Linked DNA regions of Oryctolagus cuniculus: region 2 is linked to region 1. The links are chromatin contacts, called in public Micro-C maps. All regions are on one chromosome and are shown on one strand. Each heading gives the region's core, a stretch centred on a gene start, on an enhancer-like site or on the middle of the called end of the contact. The rest is flanking DNA. Distances are from core to core; before and after follow the strand shown.

Region 1 (2,796 bases), core at 81-2,580:
TTCCAGCCTGCGACCTCTTTTACCTTGACCTTCGGGAAGGAGGACGCCAAGACTTGGTAGGGGAGACAGCACAGCGGGTGCGGGCCGGGACAAGCGAGGGAAACGGCCGAACGCGGGCGCTGCAGCTTCGCCACGCGGCCGCTGGAGGGCAGCAGGAGGCCGCCGCCGCCGTCAGCAGCCCGTTCCCGGCTCCGCCGGGCTGGGGCAGAAGCCGGACTTGGGGAACTTCGCGGGCAGGCCTCGCCTGGTCCTGCGGGCGGGGCGAGGGTGGAGGCTTGAGCGCTGGAGGAGGCGGGCCCTGGGGCTCCGCGAGGTCGGGGCGCCCCCCGTTCTTAGTCCCCTTTTTGACCGCTGCGCCCGGGAACCGGCCTCTTCCAGCCCCCGCGGCGCCCACCCCGTGCCCACCCCGGTGCCTCCTTCTGGTTGCTCTCCCGGGGCGACTTTCCTAACCCGAGACCCCAGTCCCGCGGAAGCCAGGGCGCCCGGCGCCCCTCTGCCAGCGCCCAGCGCCCTGCGCCCCAGCTCCTCACCTTCGCCGAAGTAGGCCAGGGCGGGGAAGAGGCGCCTTCGCGTCCTGACCTGATTCCCTGCTGTCTATTAAATCGCTTACATTTTGGGTATTTTTATTCTGTCCTGGAAGTTTCGGAAAAAGAGATGCTGTCTCCCCAGAGCTTGTTATAGGCGGTGGCAGGTGGGGCGAGGACGTCCTCGCTCCGGGGTGGCCTGGGGTCCCCAGGGGGGAGGGTGCTTCGACTACTTTGCGGGGGCTCCGGGTCACTTCAGAGTCGGGGAGACCCGGGCCCCTGCCTAGGCGAGCGCCGCAGAGATAGAGGAAGGCGAGTTAGACGGACACGCAGGGGCACGAAGTGGGGGGCAGCCGCGGGAGGGGGCGGGCCTCTGCTGGGAAGAGGCGCTGGGGTCCTGGGGTGCAAGGGGAGATTCCTGCTGCGCAGGGGGAGCGAAACGGCAGAACTGCGAGGGACGGCCCAGAAAGTCGCGTGGCGTGGACGAGCGGGGACGGCGGGAGCCCACGGCCCAGGCAAGGGGCGCCGGTGCCTTCCCGCGGCCGGGGTCCCCGGCTCCCCCCCACCACCTCCGGAAGGTGCGGGGGGAAGGGAATGAGGCCAGGGCTAAGTGCGGGGCAGGGGCGGCTGATGCTGTTGAGGGGGTCTTCAGCCCACGCCTGTCCTGTCTCCTACTCCGCCTCCTGCCCCGCGTAAGGAGCGCCTCCGGCTCGCGGGTGTGGGGGGGAGCTCCCGCAGCGCCGCGCCCCCTGCCCCGCCCCGCCCCCGCCCCCGCCCCCCAGCCCTTCCCGGCGGCCGCCGCCGCCGCACCTCGCCCGCTCGCCGCGCGCTTCACGCTCGCCGCCGCCGCCCGCTCGTCGGGCCCCGCGCTCCGCCGCCCATCGCCTCGCTCCCCTCCGCCCTCCCGTCCCGGGGGCCGCACCGCGCGAGCCAGGGCCGGGGCAGCGAGCGGGCCGGGGGCGGGTCCTGGCACCCACCATGCGGGGCGACCTCTGGCTCCTTGTGCTGGTGCTCAGGGGGGCTGCCCGGGCGCTGAGCCCCCAGCCCGGAGCAGGTAGGACCGGCTGAAGTTGGCCGAGGTGGGCCAGGGGGCGGGAAGGGGCAGGCCGGCAGGTATGGGCTTGAGCGTAAGGGAGCAGGCTGGCCGGTGGGAGGCCAGGGCGCTGCGGGTGCGTGGGCAGGGACCCCGCGCTGCCCTTGAAGGTGGCGGCTTTAGACTCTTTCTGCCTCTTCCCTGCTTCCTCCCCCCCCCCCTCCCCGCGGAGGACCCGGGCCGCTTCTGAGTCAGATTTGGGGGCTGAGTGGGAGCAGCCAGGGGGGTGGTGCAGACCCCGCGTGTCTCCCTGGCAAGGGCAGTAGGGTCCGCCTCGCCGTGGAGAGGCTGTGGGCCCAGGAGGCAGCGACTTGCCCCTCCTCCCGCCGCCGCCGCTGGGACCCGCCGTCCATCCGTCCCTTCTGCTCTGCCCTGGGGGCCTTTGGTCTTGAGCCCCTGAGCCTGGAGATGCGGATTCGGCGTACCCCCTGCCCTTCCGGCAGCTCTCCAAAACCAGCCTTCCAGCTGGGAGCCTTCTCTGGGACCGGCCCCGAATCCCTCGTGTTGTAGAAGGAGGACCCTTTTTAACACCAAGTTCTCTGCAGCCAGACTTTCTCTGGAGTCAGGGAGAGGGGCACTTAGCAGCCAGGCCCTTGGCAGAGAGAACTGGAGAGACAGAAACCCGGGCCGGCTGCCCCGGGCGCTCCTCCAATGGTCGAAGGAGGCAGTGGTTAGGGGCTGCTGTGTCTCCAGGGTGTGCGGGCGTCGGGCTCAGGGTAGGTGAGACAGGCCGGGCTTCCTGTTGAGAAGTGTGTGGGGGGTGGGAGGGGAAGGGGCTGATGGTGGAGGTGAGGGCGGAGAGCAGTGGAAGCTGCTGATGCAGCCTTGGCTTCTGGTCCTACCGTCTCAGCTGCTGTGTGACCTCGGGCAAGTTACTTTCCCTCTCTGGGCTTATTTCTGCATTTCTAAAGTGAGACTGTTAGTAACATTTGAGATTTTTGGTCATGAAATTATGAGAGTTTTTTTTCTGTTAATCATTAAAAATCAATGTAAATAAGAAGGGATTGGCCAGGCTGATTTCTGAGGTTCTTGGCAGCCCCATGTGGTGGGCATGATTGACTGGTGGGCATGACTGGGTTGAGGGAGGGGTGTGAGCTGACGGGTGGGTGAACCATGAGAAGGTTGGGAAGGGGGGGGTCATTGGTAGCAAGGAGGGGCTGGAAGACGGTGGCCAGGGGT
Region 2 (2,796 bases), core at 155-2,654, 170 kb after region 1:
ACCCCCAAGGGGGGAGGGGAGCTGGGACACCAAGTATCCCAGGAACTATCATTTCCCAAGCAAAGCCTGGCTCTCAGTGGGCAACAAACTTGCCTGGGGGCCTCTGCACACACACACACACACACACACACACACCTTCCATCCGAAGGCCCCACCCCTGCCAGCTAGACCAAGAGGATAAAATGTCTGGACCCGAGGCCGGCTTTGGGTAGTGGGTGCAAGGCAGGAGGAGGAGGGGGAGACGAGCCCAGAGGCCTCCCCTCCAGACTGGGGAGGGGATGCAGACCACGTCTGCCTCAGGGAGGTTACCAGAGCACCGGATCTCACCCCCAAACTGTGCTGGAAACACCCAGTTCTGCTCTATGCCGCCCTCCAAGTATAATGGCAACCAGATGAACGGTCCAGCACGGGCGGGTGGGCGTGTAAGGGTCCCTAGGGGACAGTGAATTCTAAAAGGCCACCCTCCCCTCCCCCAAACACCTCTCCCTTTCCTCGGCTTCCCCAGAACTCAGCCAACCCCACCCTCCGATGGAGAAATCCGCTTTGAAAAGTTCGCTCTTTGTTCTGCAAGCCGGTCTCCAGGCCCAGCACAATTTCGGATCTCTGCGAAGCAACCCCCCACCCCACCCCCGCCCACCCGGCCCGGGCCCCGGCCCCAGACGCCGCCCGGCTCCGGCTGGGCCGCCTAGCCCGGGGAGTTGCCTTTGAATTTGAGGTGGGGGTTGGGAAGCCGGGGAGGACGTCTGCTGGTCCCCGAACCGCTGAACCACTAAGGGGGTGCAGTGGGGGGGGTTGAAGGGGGGGGCTGCAGTGCGGCTCGGTCCTTACGTGGAGCCTCCTCCACCAGACGCCTGCCGTTGGCCCCCGCCCCCACCCCCAGGCTCCCGGCCAGGAAGCCCCGCAGGCGGCGGCGGCCGGAGCGAGCAGCGGGCTCCGCGGGGCCCCCGGGCTCTGCCCCGCCCCCTCCCCCGCGCCCGCGCTTCCGCCTACTTGGCGCTCGGCTCGGCGGGGAGAGGGAGCGGCCGTCTCCTCGCACTCCTTTGGCCCTAGGGGGCGGGGCTGCACCCCGCATCTTGCCCCCAACGCGCACCCCAGGGCCTGGTGTCCCCGCTTCTCAGCGTCCGCCCGAGCCCGGCACGCAGAGCCCACCCTTTGCCAGTAGCCCGCCACGCGTGGATCCCCTGGTTTGCAGAGTGGGGTCGTCCGCACACCCGAGGACACTGCCTGCCCTCGCTGCCCTGCCCTGAGACCGCGGGGATGAGGCGGCGAAGACCCGGCCCCTCTCTGCGCCCCCGACCCCGCAGCCCAGCTCGCGGACCCGGGCTCACCTTATCCAGACAGTTCACCTTCTCCGTAGGGTACACGATCTTGCCGCACCGGGCGCAGTTGGGGTTCATGGCTCCGACACAGGCGGGGCGGGGACGCCCAGACTCGCGCGCGTCCTCTTTCCCCCGGCGAGCAGGCAGGAGGCGGCCGCGGCTGCCACTGCACGGGCGCGGCGGCGGCGGCGGCTGGAGCCGGGGAACTGGCCTCCGCCTCCGCCCTCCTTCCCCTAATAAACACAGCGGGGAGGAGGGGCCGCGCCGGGGCGGGGACGCGCCGCGGGCGCGGGCAGGGGCGCGCGCGGCCAGGCGCGCTCCGCGGGCGACGTGGGGCAACGTGGGGCCGCGCGGGGGTGGTTCCGGGTAGGGCTGGGGGGCCGGGGGTGCCCGCGCCCCGCGGTGTCCCCGCGGACCTTGTCTCTCACCGGGAGCCCTTCGAGCGCAGAGGGTGGCGCCGGGCCGGGCAGGGGGCTCCTCCCGAGGAACCGGGCTGCGGGAGGCGGGCAAACCCCTCGCACCCGTCGAGGGTGGGGTTGGAGCCCTTCTGGACGCCCGAGCAGATCTGCCTGTTTCAGGCACTTTTTCTCCCGGTCCGTGCCAGGCGCAAAGCTGGGGGCCGAACGGGAGCCCCCAGCCCGCCCTCCAGGGGGCACCCTTCCCGCCCACATCCTCCCCCACGTTTGCCGGGTGGACCCGGCCCACCTCCGGACTCAGCGCCTCGGAGCCGGGCAGGTCTTCCTTCCCCAGGGTTCCAGGGATACAGGCAGCTTCTGCCTTCATTCCCTACTCGGCCAAGTATAACAGCTACAGAGGTCTCCCAGCACCCAAAAGAGCCGCCTCCAGGGTTAGGGTCGGCGCGGGGGTATAGCTCAGTGGTAGAGCATTTGACTGCAGATCAAGAGGTCCCTGGTTCAAATCCGGGTGCCCCCTCGGCGGCTTTTCCATCCCCAGCTAGGGTTTGGTCCATTTTTCATTCTTGACACATTATTACCGTGTTGGATCCTGTGTTAAAAGGAAGCAAAACGGAGAAAAGGCCCCTTCCTCCTTTCCAACCCACGCTTGGAGCTTTCGGTTTTGCTTTGTGTGCAGGGCAGGGGGAGAGGTGGGTGCTCGCACAACCACGTACAAAAGCTGCGGCGTCCCCACTGCTGGCGCCCGCGGTGTCGCGGTCTCTGCGGCCGCCAGCCTCCGACGTGCCAGCCAGTTCGAGGTGCCGGATCTGGGGACAGGATGATGGCTGCGAGCCGGCGTCGGCCTCCGATGGGGGTGGCGGATCCAGAGAAGGAAACCCGCAGACACAAACCTCCAACTTCAACTTTCTATATTGCCAGGGACGCGGGCGCGCTCTCGCTCCTGACACCGGCGGAGTGAAAGCGGGCAGAGAAGGGTGACATAGCCAGGGCACACCCTTGCGCTCCTCTCAATGTGCAGAAACAGAATCATGCCCTACTATACGCGAATGCAATGGTTCTCA

The links. A called contact is a pair of places that touch in the nucleus more often than the background predicts.
Region 2: a contact with region 1 is called in a Micro-C map of ear pinna, with 4 times the contacts expected there. The contact joins the promoter of LASP1 here to the promoter of PLXDC1 in region 1. A contact is called at or near these places in 2 of 6 Hi-C or Micro-C datasets (ear pinna and psoas muscle).

The regions. Positions count from the first base shown.
Region 1 is chr17:23,147,338-23,150,133 of mOryCun1.1, forward strand. PLXDC1 (plexin domain containing 1) reads left to right here and starts at 1,331. Exons shown (of 14, transcript XM_070060762.1): 1 at 1,331-1,578. The coding sequence starts at 1,503.
Region 2 is chr17:23,320,555-23,323,350 of mOryCun1.1, forward strand. LASP1 (LIM and SH3 protein 1) reads right to left here and starts at 1,405. Exons shown (of 8, transcript NM_001082778.1): 1 at 1,329-1,405. The coding sequence starts at 1,397. It overlaps TRNAC-GCA (transfer RNA cysteine (anticodon GCA)), which reads left to right and starts at 2,181; the gene lies at 2,181-2,252.